2 separate regions of the Bos taurus genome follow, and region 1 is linked to region 2. Evidence: chromatin contacts called from public Hi-C data. All regions are on one chromosome and are shown on one strand. The core of a region is the stretch at or near the end of the contact, and the rest is flanking DNA. Distances in the headings are between cores, read along the strand shown. Region 1 overlaps RARG (retinoic acid receptor gamma). Region 2 holds the start of PFDN5 (prefoldin subunit 5).

Region 1 (7,227 bases), core at 2,362-4,861, 62 kb after region 2:
GGGGGGTTCGGGCCTGCCCCACACACTTTCAGAGAAAGTAGTTTAGACCTATGTGTCTTGACCAGGGAAGGAAAGAAGTCCTTTGGTGTGTCTGTGAGTGCTTGGCAGCGCCAGCATTCTGGTGCTGCGTTGGCAGGCCACGGGTGTCTGTCTGGTGGCAGAGCTTCTTGCTTGCAACTGTGAAGCGAATGCTGGATGTTGTGTGTCTGCCTTGTGCATCCACCTCCACAGTGTGGCTGGAGTGCATGAGCCTCTGTGCCTACCTGGGTGTTCTGTGCCAAGTATAGGGGTATATGAGCTGGTTGGTAATGTGCCTGCTTTTGTGCCCTGTGTGTTGTTGATGTGTGAGAGTGTCTCCAAGGAGGTGTGTGTCGTCAGATTGTGAGTCCGGGCTTCTCAGCCCTGGGCCTCGCAGCTGGGAGTGTTTACAGCCGGTTATAAAGAGTTTGTTTGAAGCTCCGCTCAGCCTGGCCAGGAATTTCCTCAATTTCAGCAATTTGGGCTTTAAAAGGAGAAAAACCCAGAGCCCACCCCCCTGCTCCGCAGCAGGGGCCCCTGCTTAGCCCGGCCAGGCATCGTCATGGTGGGGTCTCTGCCCAGGGCTGAGAAAGGAATCTGAGCAGAGCTGACCCACTTAGCCTTCCTGTGCCCTTCGCTCCAGATTGACCAGAGCTGCTGGGCTGCACTTTAGGGTTCAAGGGTGAGGGTGTGTCAGAGGGGTACCGAGAAGGGACCACAGTACCTTGAGTACGAGAAAAGCTGCCCCTGGCCTGTCTCCCTGCCACCCCCACTCTCATGATTGGCTGGCACGGGCCCATGCCAGTCTGACCGCACCCAGGCCCTTTCGCAAGAGAGGAAATGAGGCAGCGCTCTGCGGGCAGGGAGGGCGTCAGTGCGGGTAAGCACCACCCCACGCACTGGCCTGTGGGCAGCACATGTGCCCTCAGACACTGGGGCCATCCTGAAAGAAAGGCATCCCAGCCCACTCCCCATCTCCCAGCACCAGCACCGCCCCCCCATTTCCCGCCTGGTTCTGAATAGACTCCAGGCACCCTCCTATCCTCCACTCCTCGCTCTCCTTTTTCATTGGGGAATCTCACTCTAGCTAGATTCTTATGCTAATGGAGTGTCTGTGTGTGTTGGGGGCCGGGAGGGCTTCGCTCCTGTGGGGAGGATGGAGCTAATCCGGAACCCCAGCATCCTGGCATCCCAGGCCTTTCTGTCCTTCTGGCAGCCTGGGTGGACTTCTGACCAGATGGGCTACAGCAGCTTAGAAGGAAGAAGGTGTTCACGAGGTGGGTGCGAGCAAGGGACACTCTTTAGGCTTTAGGGTTTTCTTGCATTAACTTAGGCCTCCAGGTTTGGGCAACTGGTCCTACAGGTTGAATAATTTACAGATTTTTTTTTTTCCCCACCCTCTGAAGACCCGACCACACACTCAAAAGAGGTTTACTCAGCAGCCTCCTAAACAGAGGGTGTCCTCTCCACAAACTCTCTGCGTGGCATGGGCTGAGATCTTTATTGAGCAGTGTGTAGCTTTTGCAGGGGAGGTTTAGGAGTGAAGACATAGCTCAGAGAGGGTCCAGAGGTACTCCCCTCCCCTATCAACCCCGGATACAACCCACTGTCACCTGACTTCTGGTTTGCTACACCCCAACAACTTCTAGACCTGAGAATCTGAGCAAACACCTGCCTCCCTTTCCTAACTTCTCTCACTCTTGGCCTGGCCAATTAGATCTAGACCTGAGATCTTCTGCTCCCCGCTCCTCCCTACTACCCCCACGCCCTCCCCACCCCCATAACTGGCAATGTGGCACTGGGCTGGCCCCATCCCTCCATAGGCCTCCATGTCTTCAGGTGTAACATAAGGCTTTTGCATGTGCCCTAACCTACTTTCCCAGTCCCTACGTCCCATTTGCTCCACTGTCTCAGCGGTTTCTAGGGAAAAGGACATTGGTGGTTATTTGGGGGATGGTTTGAGGGGGGACTGGAGAAGGAAATGGCAACCCCATTCGGTATTCTTGCCTGGAAAATTCCATGGACAGAGGAGACTGGTGTGCTACAGTCCATGGGGGCGCAGAGTCGGACACGACTTGAGAGTGCACATGCACACACACATTGAGGGGGGAAAAGATCCGGGACTGTCTCCCCTGTACTGCTTGAGAGAGGATGAGGTTCTCTTCTACCTTCTGAGTCTCCTGGCAGGTGATTTAGCCAGGTGCTAGCCACAGGTGACCTGGAATTGCCTCTTCACCCCCAGATCTGTGGCCTCTTGAGCAGGAGAAGGGTAGGAGGGAGTCTGCTGACAGGGACCCAATGTGAGGAGTGGCTGGAGAGTTCAGAACCACAGGCCGATACCCCTTTACACACCCACTTTGTAGCTGGGCAAACTGAGGCCCAGAGAATTTAACTTCCGGGATGGCCTGGACCCAGAATTTGGAGAATTGAGCAGTTGTATAGGACATTATTATAGGGGGAGGTGGCCAGGTTGGGAGGTAATAGTAGTCATTTGAGGGTTTCTGGAAGTGTTTACTCTGGGGCTGTATATGGGTTGTTGGGACTTTAAATCAATGTGGTGGCGATGGTGTCATCACCGAGCCAGAGGAAGAAGTGGGAATGTGGGGTGTGTATCTGATGAGGATGCCTAGAGATCTGAGGGGAGCTTCTCCCCTGACCCTCACATCACTGCTTCTCCCCAGCGGTGGAGACACAGAGCACTAGCTCAGAGGAGATGGTGCCAAGCTCGCCCTCGCCCCCTCCACCTCCCCGGGTGTACAAGCCGTGCTTCGTGTGCAATGACAAGTCCTCTGGCTACCACTATGGGGTCAGCTCTTGTGAAGGCTGCAAGGTGTGTACGGGGTGGATGTGGGTGCATTGGGCATCCAGAGTTGACTGGGTGAGATCAGAGACTGTGTGTGGGTGGGTATCCCTCTGGGGTGGGAGGGATGCTACTCTGCACAGACGTGGCTGAGCCTGGGACCACCTGCAAGGCCTGCAAGAGGCTGATACTCCCAGCATCCTGCTTCACTGACCTTCCGCGCCTTACCCCCAACCCCAGGGCTTCTTCCGTCGCAGCATCCAGAAGAACATGGTGTACACATGTCACCGCGACAAAAACTGTATCATCAACAAGGTGACCCGGAATCGTTGCCAGTACTGCCGGCTACAGAAATGCTTTGAAGTTGGCATGTCCAAGGAAGGTAGGCCCTTAGGCCTGCCTGGGCAGGAGCACTCCTGTCCTAGCCTGTGGCTGCCACCCTCTTCCCACTGGCTGCCCCCACTTCCCTGACCTCTGTGATCAGCCTCCAGCCGCCCTGGAGTGCTGCCTCCTCCTCGGCCAGTCCTATTTGATTAGTTCCATTCACCCAGGAGACCCCACCCCTTCCCATTCCCTCTTCTCAGAGCTTAACCCTTCGTCTGAATGAGGGAATGGGGTTTACCATTGCACATTCCTTGTTTCATGGGCAAGTTGGGGGGCTTGCCAGTCCCCTCCCCTGCTCCCAGCACTGAGCCTGAGGTGGATCTGGGGTGCCCCCCCTCCCCTGCGCCATTGTGCTGCCAAGGCTATAAGTGGATATCCTGCCGCCTGCATATCCTGCCCCCCCTCCCCAGCTCCTGCAGGGTGACAGGAAGGGCAGGATGGAGCCGAATGGCCTGGGGAGGGAGCAGGGGCTGCAGGCCCTGGGTGGGGCTGGGGAGAGCCAGCCTGGGAATGGGAGCTAGTGTAGGAGACAGAGAACCTGACCGGGTCCCAGGGAATGGATGCTGTCCAGTGTGAGAGGGGATAGGGAGGGAGATTCTGAGAGTCCTGACCCTTTCCTCATCTGCCTCTACCCTCAAGCCGTACGGAATGATCGCAACAAGAAGAAGAAAGAGGTGAAGGAAGAAGGGTCGCTTGACAGCTATGAGCTGAGCCCCCAGTTAGAAGAGCTCATCACCAAGGTCAGCAAGGCCCATCAGGAGACCTTCCCCTCGCTCTGCCAGCTGGGCAAGTACACCACGGTGAGGAGTGGGCAGGGCCGTGGTGAGGGAAGGGGCCGCTGACTTTGGAGAATGGGTGGGGTGGTGTTGGAGGCCGTGGTCTGGCGCTGACAATGGTCAGGGCATCTGCATGCAGAGGGAGAGCCAGGGGTTTTGGCAAAAGGAAGACAGGATGAGCCTTAGTTTGCTTTCTAACCTGCTGTTGCTGCAGAACTCCAGTGCAGACCACCGGGTGCAGCTGGATCTGGGGCTGTGGGACAAGTTCAGCGAGCTGGCCACCAAGTGCATCATCAAGATCGTGGAGTTTGCCAAGCGGTTACCTGGCTTCACCGGTCTCAGCATTGCTGACCAGATCACTCTGCTCAAGGCCGCCTGCCTGGACATCCTGGTGAGTTAAACCCTGGCTCTGTCTCCCATCATAGCCTGACCCTCAGACGAGACCATGGAGTTGGTCCACACAAAGATTTCATTATTTCTGTTCCCCACTCCAATCTGGGACTCCCCCAGATATCCTCGAAACCCAAGCTCTTTTTTTGTCTTAATCTCTGCCCCTGAGATCTGATCCTAGACTTCTGCATGCCCTACCTTCTGACTTCTCTTCTCTTCCCCCAACTTCAGACCCTCCATCTGTCTGCCTTCCTTCTCCTGCCTGCTTTAGGTGGCCCTCCTTTAGGACCTAACTGCTTCACTTTTTACCTGTACCTCATGCTCTTTTCCCTCCCACCCTATGCGCTCCTTCGCAGAGACAGCACTAACCCTCCCCCCACCTCCAGATGCTGCGGATCTGCACAAGGTACACCCCAGAGCAGGACACTATGACGTTCTCCGATGGGCTGACCCTAAACCGGACTCAGATGCACAACGCCGGCTTCGGGCCCCTCACAGACCTCGTCTTTGCCTTCGCTGGGCAGCTCCTGCCGCTGGAGATGGACGACACAGAGACAGGCCTGCTCAGCGCCATCTGCCTCATCTGCGGAGGTGCGGGGGCGCCCCCTGGCGCTGACTCAGATTATTTTCCCACTGCACCCCACAACCTGGCTGGAGACCTTGGTCCCACCCCAGACTCCTCAGCTCCAGTTACAGACTGCCCAGCAGCCTGGAACAAGCAACGAGAAGAGGGGGAGAGCCGGGACGGGGGGCAGGGAGCTGAGGAGACCCCCGGTACTAGTGCTGACATAGAGATCTGTGCTTAGTCACTCAGTCGTGTCCGACTCTTTGTGACCCTATGGACTGTAGCCCGCCAGGCTCCTCTGTCCATGGGGATTCTCCAGGCAAGAATACTGGAGTGGGTTGCCATGCCCTCCTCCAAGGGGTCTTCCCAACCCAGGGATTAAACCCAAGTCTCCCGCCAGGTCTCCCGCATTGCGGGCAGATTCTTTTATTGACTGAGCCACCAGGGAAGTCCTGGGCAGGCTTTACCAGAGAAAACCACTTGCCAGAGAGGGGATGGTATAGGGATTGGAGCAGGGGAGATGGTCTGAGTGGGGCTCATGGTCAGGGTTTGGGGCCTGGAGGGCCATAGGGCAGGGCACCTTGGGATCAGCCCCTCATCACTGTCTTCCATGTCTCTCTCACTCACCTGTGCTTATCCCCAAAGACCGCATGGACCTGGAGGAGCCTGAGAAAGTGGACAAGCTGCAGGAACCGCTGCTTGAAGCCCTGAGGCTCTATGCCCGGCGCCGGCGGCCCAGTCAGCCCTATATGTTCCCCAGGATGCTCATGAAGATCACTGACCTCCGGGGCATCAGCACCAAGGGTTAGTCGGGAGCAAGCCTCCCCTCTGTCTTCTCGGAGCTGCCGGTCTCCCAGGTCAGGCAGAGACAAGAGCAGAGTGGGGTAGAATCAGGCAGCCTGCACTCGCATCCTCGCTCCGCTGCATGCTAGTGGGAACACTTGGTGCAAAATACCTTTCCTTTTTGTACCTTGTTTTTCTGTTTGTGAGGATGAAACAAGTTAACACACAACAGGCTTACAGCTGTGCTGAGTTATAAAGTTCAGTGCCTCCTGCCCTGGATGGAGCAGATGTTTCCAGCATCACAGGAAGGTTGATTGGACGCCTGGCACGCGGTGTTTGATGAATGTTAGTCCTAGTGATAAATGTTATTAAGAACAGCCATGGGCTTACGGAGGGGGTCCAGGGTGTGTGGCTGGAAGGTGGGCGCTGTGTGATCTTGGAGGAGACAGCCTGAAAGGAAAGGTGGGCAGTGGACTTGGCAGAGAAGACAGGCAGAGTCTCCAGGCAGAGGAGTGGGCCCCAGGAGCTCTACAGTAGAAAGAGGGAGAGAAAGAAGCAGACAGAGATAACAGGCCTGTGCTGGGAGCCCCAGAGGGCAGTCAAGCAGAGTTAGGGAGGCCGCCGTAGGTGCTGTACCTCAGCCCCCCTGAACCTCCTTGTTCCTCCACTGCAGGAGCAGAAAGGGCCATTACCCTGAAGATGGAGATTCCAGGCCCGATGCCTCCCCTGATCCGAGAAATGCTGGAGAACCCCGAAATGTTTGAGGACGACTCCTCGCAGCCTGGCCCTCACCCCAAGGCCTCCAGCGAGGATGAGGTTCCCGGGGGCCAGGGCAGAGGGGGCCGCAGCCCCCATCCTGACCAGGGTCTCTGACTTCCCCTGCCTTGGGGGTTGGGGCTCCAGGCAGCAGACTGACCATCTCCCAGACACCGCCAGTGACTGGGGGAGGACCTGCTCTGCCCTCTCCCCACCCCTTCCAATGAGCTCCTTGTTTTTGCCAAAGTTTCCAGGGGTGCCTCTGTGTTCATCCCCATCTTGTTCTAACCGGCTCCCTCTCCAGTCCTGGGGGCCTGCCCTGTTCCCTCCAGGAGAGAGGGCAGAGGGGTGAGCCTGGGTTTGGACTCTGAAATCTTAGCACTGCCCCTCAGACACCAGGGTCCAGGCTCCCCAGGGCAGGAGGAAGACCCTTCATTCCACAGCCCCTTCCTCTGCTGGGTGCTTAGGCCTCTGGGAGCAAACAGGAACACTAGAGACCAAAAAGGGGGCCATAGGGGGAGGGCTGAGCCCATCCTCTTGCCCCTGTCCTTGGTGCCTAATGCTGCGTGAGGCACCTGCCGGGTGCATCCTGCCCGCTGTGCCCCATCCTCATGCCAGGTCAGAGTGGGGCAGCCCGGGCCCTGTTGGGGGGCGGGCAGAGGGTGAAAGGGACAGATGTGGATCACTCCGCACCTCTTCACTGGGGCCTCCGTTACAAGCCCCTCCCCCAGCCCTGTCACGTGCCTTGGGCCCCC
Region 2 (6,699 bases), core at 3,645-6,144:
GTCATATCGGTGTCTCTGAGGGTCGTATTCGCCACCCACGTCTACCACGATGTCACAAGCAGCCAGTTTCTCGGGGTCTCGGGTCCGCACAATCTCTGCCTCCTGCAGGGGACACAGGAGGTGAGGGGGTTGCCTGGGTCACACAGGTAGGGGATTAAGGTTGGGCTTCCAAGGAGCAGAGGAGGGGAGAGGGGTGCTCGGACGGGACACCCTTAGGAGGACGCGGTCCACCCCGGAGATTTGGCGGCAGCCTCCGGGTCAGTTTGCGCGGCCTGTACCTACCCGGTACTCCGGTAGGAGGCGCAGCAAAGCGCACGCCAGCGCCTCATCGCAGTGGAAGGTGCCATTGTGCGTCCCGATTCGGGGCGGGGCCATGAGGTGGCTGCGGGGTCGTTTGGAAGGTGCAACGGGCTCCAGGCTGAGCTTGAGATGCGGGCTCCGGAGAGGTAGCGGCGGCAACAGGACACGCAGGAAACCGCGCAGGAAGCGGTGGCCCATACAGCTTTCTCCACGGGAAGTCAATAAGGGAGCCGACCCGGAAGGGGAAACGCCTGCGCAGCCCCACTTCCGGTTGCCAGTTGTTCCTATGGCAACGGGCCGCGCAGAGAGGGCTTGCCGCCCAGCATTGAATTTTTTTATTATTGCTTTTATTTTACCCAGGGCTGGACCACTGCTTTGCCACCTGGTGCCCAAAGTTGCATTAAAAACAATGCTGAGAGGTCATACCTTGAAGCTTTATGATGGCATTTTCCGTCTTCTCAAATTTCTATACCACAGTTTTTAATTTTTAATATAAATTTATTTTAATTGGAGGCTAATTACTTTACAATATTGTATTGGTTTTGCCACACATCAACATGAATCCGCCACGGGTGTACACGTATTCCCCATCCTGAATCCCCCTCCCACCTCCCTCTCCCCTCCCCATACCATCCCTTTGGGTCATCCCAGTGCACCAGTCCGGAGCATCCTGTATCACCAGCATTGAATTTTGACTCCAGTTTCTCGCAGATTCCCAAGTGGAGCCCCCAAGATGAGCACTGCATCACTCCTGCTTATCAGGTTCCAGGCAGGGGCACACCCTCTCACCACCACCCTCCCACCTCCTCACCTAATGCAAGAAAAGACCACCACTCTGCCCAGCTGGCTCATTTATTAGCATTAAACACAGACCCTCTTCTTTCCCCATTCCAGGAAACCACGTCCACAAAGTCCCAGGCCCCAGAAGCAGGCACCCTCTGCCCCATTTCTGAAACAAGCTCTCAGGCCTTGGCGGTAGCCTGAGCTGCTCCCAGGGTTGTGAGCTGCTGAATCTTCTGGCTCATCATCTCCATGACAGCTGTGGAATAAAAGAAGAGTCAGACCCTGGGCAGGAGCTAAAGGGGAGAACCCAGAGTTAAGGAAAATTGACAGGCAGACTACTACAGTTAATTAACTTTCAACACAGAGATTCACTGTAGAGGGCAAACACAACACCAATTTAGAATCTCAATTGTCAATAATATGAGATGTGAAAGTCGATCAGTCGTGTCTGACTCTTGGCGACCCCATGGACGGAGGATCGGCTCCTCTGTCCACGGGGATTTTCCAGGCAAGAATATTGGAGTAGGTTGCCATTTCCTTCCCCAAGGGCTCTTTCCAACCCAGGGATCGAACCCAGGTCTCCCGTATTGCAGGTGGATTCTTTACTGTCTGAGCCACCAGGAAAGCTCATATGAGAACCACTGGGATATAAAAAGGAACAAAATACAGTGTCAAATGAGTCACATATACCCAGAATATAATAATGTGGAAAAGATGTTTGCTTTTAGAACAGTGGTTCTTAATCCTGACTGTATATCACACAGGGAGCTTTAAAAACAAACAAACAAACACTGTTCTCTGGAATCTCACCCTACTGATTCACAGTTGATCCTTGAACAATACCTGTTTGAACTGTGTGGGTCCACTTACATGTTTTTTTCCCCCAGTACTAAATACTATAGTACGACATGATCTACAATTGGTTGAATCTGCAAACTTGAAACCGAAGATACAGAGGGGTAGACTATAAATTATATGCAGATTTTCTTCCACTTCACCAAGGTTTGGTACTCCTAACTCCCACATTGTTCAAGGGTCAACTGTAGTTGGTTTGGAGTCGCCCAGGTTTTCAAAAAACTATCTGCGTGATTCTAATACGCAGCCAGGGCTATAACTGCCAGTAGTTGGCTGCTGCTGCTGCTGCTGCTAAGTCGCTTCAGTTGTGTCCGACTCTGTGCGACCCCATAGACAGCAGCCTATTAGGCTCCTCTGTCCCTGGGATTCTCCAGGCAAGAATACTGGAGTGGGTTGCCATTTCCTTCTCCAATGCATGAAAGTAAATAGTGAAAGTGAAGTCACTCAGTCATGTCTGACTCTTAGCGACCCCATGGACTGCAGCCTACCAGGCTCCGTCCATGGATTTTCCAGGCGAGAGTACTGGAGTGGGGTGCCATTGCCTTCTCTGAGTAGTTGGCTAGTTATGGCTATATTTCTTTGCTGTGTTCATTTACATGCACCTGCTCCCTCATTCCATCCCCAATAAATAGGAACTCAAACACAAAAACACATGATTTCCTTTCTCTAAATTTCTCAAGCACCAAAGGCAGTGGGTATGTTAGACACAGAATCTAAGGAGTAATGCATCAAGATACCAAACAAAAAACCACGGTTTTAATCCAGCAAAGGGGATACTCCCTCCCATGGTTCACACTGCAATCCATGTCTGTTATTATGGAGGCAGAAAGGGTCTGAAGAGGTGTCCAAGGCAAGCTTACCCTGTTTCATGGCGTGCTTCTCCTGCAGAGCTGGCTGGATTTTTTCCATTTGCTTGGTAAGGAAGTCTATCTTCCTCTTGAAGAAGTCCTTGGCATCCTCAGCTGTCTGCAAGGTCAGAGTGAATGAGAGGTAACCCATTCTGTACGCCAGCTCTCCCCCTCAGAGATGCATTCTTATGTTCCCTTCCACTCACCTTCTCTACGTAGTAACCAGTTCCCACATCGATAAGCACATGTTCCACATCATGTAGCTTCCCGGGGACATACATCTGAGAGGCAAGGATTAAGGGAAAACTAGCCCAGTATGAGTCATGATTCCCTGTCAGCTAGTTCAGCTTGACCTACCAACACCCTCCTTTTCTAAAAAGGAGGCAGGAATTCCCTGGAGGTCCAGTCACTAGGAGTTACTGCTTTCACTGCTGGGGCTTGGGTTCAATCCCTGGTAGGGGAACTAAGATCCCACAAGCCATGGGATGGAGTCAAAAAAAATAAACAAACAAACAAAAATTTAAAAGGAATAAGCTACAAGGCACATCTGAAGGCCTACAAACTCCACATGAGGAGAGACAGGGAAGCTGGTTCTTTATGGAGAAAAATCACATGTGCTGATCTTGTTCTGATCCCATCTGCCATCCTGCAAGCAGTTCTTAGAATTCTTACCATTATTCCTTCCAGAAAGACTAGATATTAGAGCAATTAGAATGATAGATCATTAGAATGACAGAACAGGATAATTTTTTCCTGCTGCTGTTAAGTAACAGAGTGAAAAGCCAGCCTCACTTTCTCTTTAACACTCCCAGACATGAATTAGCTAATTCCTGATGGATTTAATGTTGATTATTTAAGTAATCCCTGCTACACTGCTATTCCTGTGTTTCCTTTTCAGCCTGTCCACTCTCAGGTAGTTTATGGGTGCCCTATTGCCATAACTTGCTCACTCAAGTAAAACATTCAACAGCTAAGACATAATCCAGGTTTCTTAGTAACAATAGTTAGGAATAAGAGCCATAATTAAACTGAAATTGAGGATTAATAAACAGAACCAACCCCTTTGTTTCCAAATCCTCTATTCTTCTATTGCTTATGTTTTCTAAGTTACAGTAAAAACGTAAACCACCAGTTCTACCCCCCTACTAGGTTATATCCTCAGAGCAAAGGGAAATAATCACACCTCAATTCTAAATACATACATCTGGGTGCTCACCAAGCATTAATTAGTTCCTGGCCTTAGGTTAGACAGCAGAGCTAAGCTTGTGTTAATAGCGGTCTCAGAACCATCTAGGCACTCTGGAATAATCAATATCTCCCGCCCTTTTTTTGAAGGTTGTTAGGTGTCAGGGAGAAAACGAGAGGGCAGGGAAGAGGCTCCTGAGGAAAGGATACAGAACTCGTCAGTGGGACAAGTAATTCTTTCCCTGTGAAAGCAATTAAGACAAACATGTGGGGAAGGTTGGCAGCTCCAACTTTAAAAGGGAGTTTCAAAACGGCACGGCGCCCGAAAACTATACGAAAAGGACGAACAGGGGCAACAGGAGCAGAAAAATATCCTGGACATTTCAACTCTAGATAAGCAACATGCAAAGGGCTCCTGCAGCGACAATACGTAATGGACTGCTCTCTCGTCTCAGGTAAGAAAACTGGATTAGGAGGCGGGAAGAGAGAAGCCGGCTCGCCGCATCTCCCAGGTTCCCTTCGCACGCCTACCCCGTACCCTCGTTGTTTTTCTTCAGCACGTTCAGACAGTCCTTGGCTTCCACATACTTGGTCTGAACCACCTTGAGCTGGGCAATGGACGTGGACAAGAACTCCACTTCCTACAGAGAACAGGAATGAGGGTCAGGGTTGGGGCTCGCGGGAGAAGCGGGCACCGCCAGACAAGGGGCGGGTCCTGGGACGGGGTGGGGATTTCGCCTGGGAAGGGAATTCTCCCCAAGAGGGGAGGAATGGGGGGCAAGGAAGTGCGGGCTGCGGGGGGAGGAAAGTGAGACGGGAAAGGGGTGCTTTCGGAGCCTGTTCCCACCTGGTCCAGTTGGTTCTTGAGCATTTCTAGCTGCGGCAGATTCAGCTCGGTGATGTTAACTGACTGCGCCATGTTGGGAAGGAGGGCTTATGAAGCGGAAACCCTCCGGGAGAGCAACGCTCTAGCCGTCTTCTGCGTATCTCGATGGCTACGCCTGGAGGCCTCGCAGCGCTAGACATCTCTATGGTCCTTCAACCCGGAAGAGAGGGAAACTCGCGGCTGGGCGTGGGGTGCGGAATCTTCGGCGTGACTCCCCTTGGAATAGAAAGGGCTGCGGCGTTTTCTTTTCACAAAATGTCCCAAACCTCGCATAATCAAGTTCTAACAAACAGGATCCTTATGCTCAAGAAACTTCATCTTACTCAGGCCTTGGGACTTCCCTGGTGGTCCAGTGGTTAAGAATCCGCCTGCCAATGCAAGGGAAACGGTTCCATCCCTGGTGCGGAAAGATCCTACATGCCAAGGATCAACAAAGCCCCTTGTGCAGCAATTGCAGAGCACCGCCCCCGCAAGGGGCAGCTACTGAAGCTTGGGCGCCTAGAGCCTGTGCTCGGCAACAGAGAAGCCACCGAAATAAGCTCCCACTCCCTGCCACTAGAGAAAACCCGCACATCAACGAAGACCCAGCACAGACGCACAGATACACTATAACCACAGCCGGTGGTATAAGCCTGGTGACAACAGGCAGGGAAGAAGCCTGGGAAGTTCAAGGAGCAAGGGACAGGGGGGACAGTAGTGTTATGAAAGGGATGTTTCGCGCAGATGAAGCAGAGTCTGGCGGTTGAGAGAACAGGAAGGAGGCACATTATCACTCGGAGTACAGCAGTAGCTTTATTAATCAACACAGTGTTTTACCATGTGCTAGAAGTGAAGGATACATGAGTGTAAGATATATAGTTCTGAGCTTAACAATCTAGTTGGGGAGAGGAAAACCATACGTAAGTTGCAAAACTTCCCAATGTGTATGTGAGTGTGTACATGTGTGTGTGTTGTTCAGTCGCGTCCAACTCTTTGTGATCCCATGGACTGTAGCCGCTAGACTCCTCCAGGCAAGAATACTGGAGTGGGTTGCCATTTCCTTCTCTGGGGGAATCTTACAGACCCAGGGATTGAATCCAGGTCTCCTGCATTGCAGGCAGATTCTTTACCATCTGAGCTACAAAAACTCTCCAGAACCTGCCGCTAAAGTGTCATGGCACTGACAAGTGTTAATAGCTGAATGTGGGGGAAGGACAATATCCACTTTGGAGGGGGCAGGGCAACCGAGGCAGTAAAGCTAATGTCATTCCGAGGATACCAGAGGCAGTAAGTCAAGATAGCTATGAGTGTACCTGGCCAAGACATTCTCAATGGATCTATATCTATGTTTCCTCGGGGCTTTGTCCCCACTTAGATCATTTTGATGCCCTGCTGTCCTTTAGCTTTGTCTGCTGGGGCCAAGCCAGGTCCATCTTTTTCCTGTGGTTTGCCTTTCTTCCCAATGCTCTCAGAGTTGGACTGTTGCAAGTTTTCTTATCTATAGTACCACATAGTGGGAAGTGGGCAAGAGTCTTATCTTCAAATGTTCTCAGAGAAACTACACAAAACAGGATTTCAAGTAATGTATCTTTATTATATTAAAATTAAATCAAAAGGAAATCTTTCATGTAAAACACCGGAAAATTACTTAAAATATTTATCTTCAGGGCCAAACCTAAGTTTGGAGGTAGAATAGTCACATAGCTTCTACCGGCAACAGGAGAGCTCCAAGGGGTCACCGCAGGGAGACAGGCAAGCCATAGGCTACAGGTGCAGCCCCAATAAGGTATTTGAGTCGGGGAGCCTGGCGGGCCTGGCTGACATAGTACAGAAGGGGGGCTCCTGAACCTGCTCTAAGCCAGC

What was found. Hi-C and Micro-C count contacts between places; a contact is called where the count stands out from the background.
Region 1: a Hi-C map of liver shows a contact between it and region 2, with 2.5 times the contacts expected there. The contact joins the enhancer-like site here to the promoter of PFDN5 in region 2. A contact is called at or near these places in 4 of 11 Hi-C or Micro-C datasets (8-cell embryo, liver, skeletal muscle and 1 more).

The regions. Positions count from the first base shown.
Region 1 is chr5:26,787,145-26,794,371 of ARS-UCD2.0, forward strand. RARG (retinoic acid receptor gamma) reads left to right here. Exons shown (of 9, transcript NM_001130756.1): 3 at 2,700-2,848; 4 at 3,059-3,200; 5 at 3,842-4,002; 6 at 4,193-4,369; 7 at 4,755-4,959; 8 at 5,579-5,737; 9 at 6,390-7,227. The coding sequence ends at 6,589. Among named protein-coding and RNA genes, the nearest start is that of ITGB7, 6.2 kb to the right of the region's middle. Within about 2 kb of position 3,612, at least 7 of the 102 cell types and tissues checked have an H3K27ac peak or open chromatin away from gene starts, as enhancers often do. A contact at or near this core is called in liver and skeletal muscle, where this site is marked.
Region 2 is chr5:26,723,767-26,730,465 of ARS-UCD2.0, forward strand. It overlaps PFDN5 (prefoldin subunit 5), which reads right to left and starts at 4,895. Exons shown (of 6, transcript NM_174732.2): 1 at 4,819-4,895; 2 at 4,510-4,612; 3 at 4,182-4,213; 4 at 2,993-3,067; 5 at 2,799-2,904; 6 at 783-1,339. The coding sequence starts at 4,890. The coding sequence ends at 1,263. MYG1 (MYG1 exonuclease) reads right to left here and starts at 498. Exons shown (of 7, transcript NM_001035038.1): 1 at 283-498; 2 at 1-102. The coding sequence starts at 498. It overlaps ESPL1 (extra spindle pole bodies like 1, separase), which reads right to left. Exons shown (of 31, transcript NM_001045949.2): 31 at 6,410-6,699. The coding sequence ends at 6,572.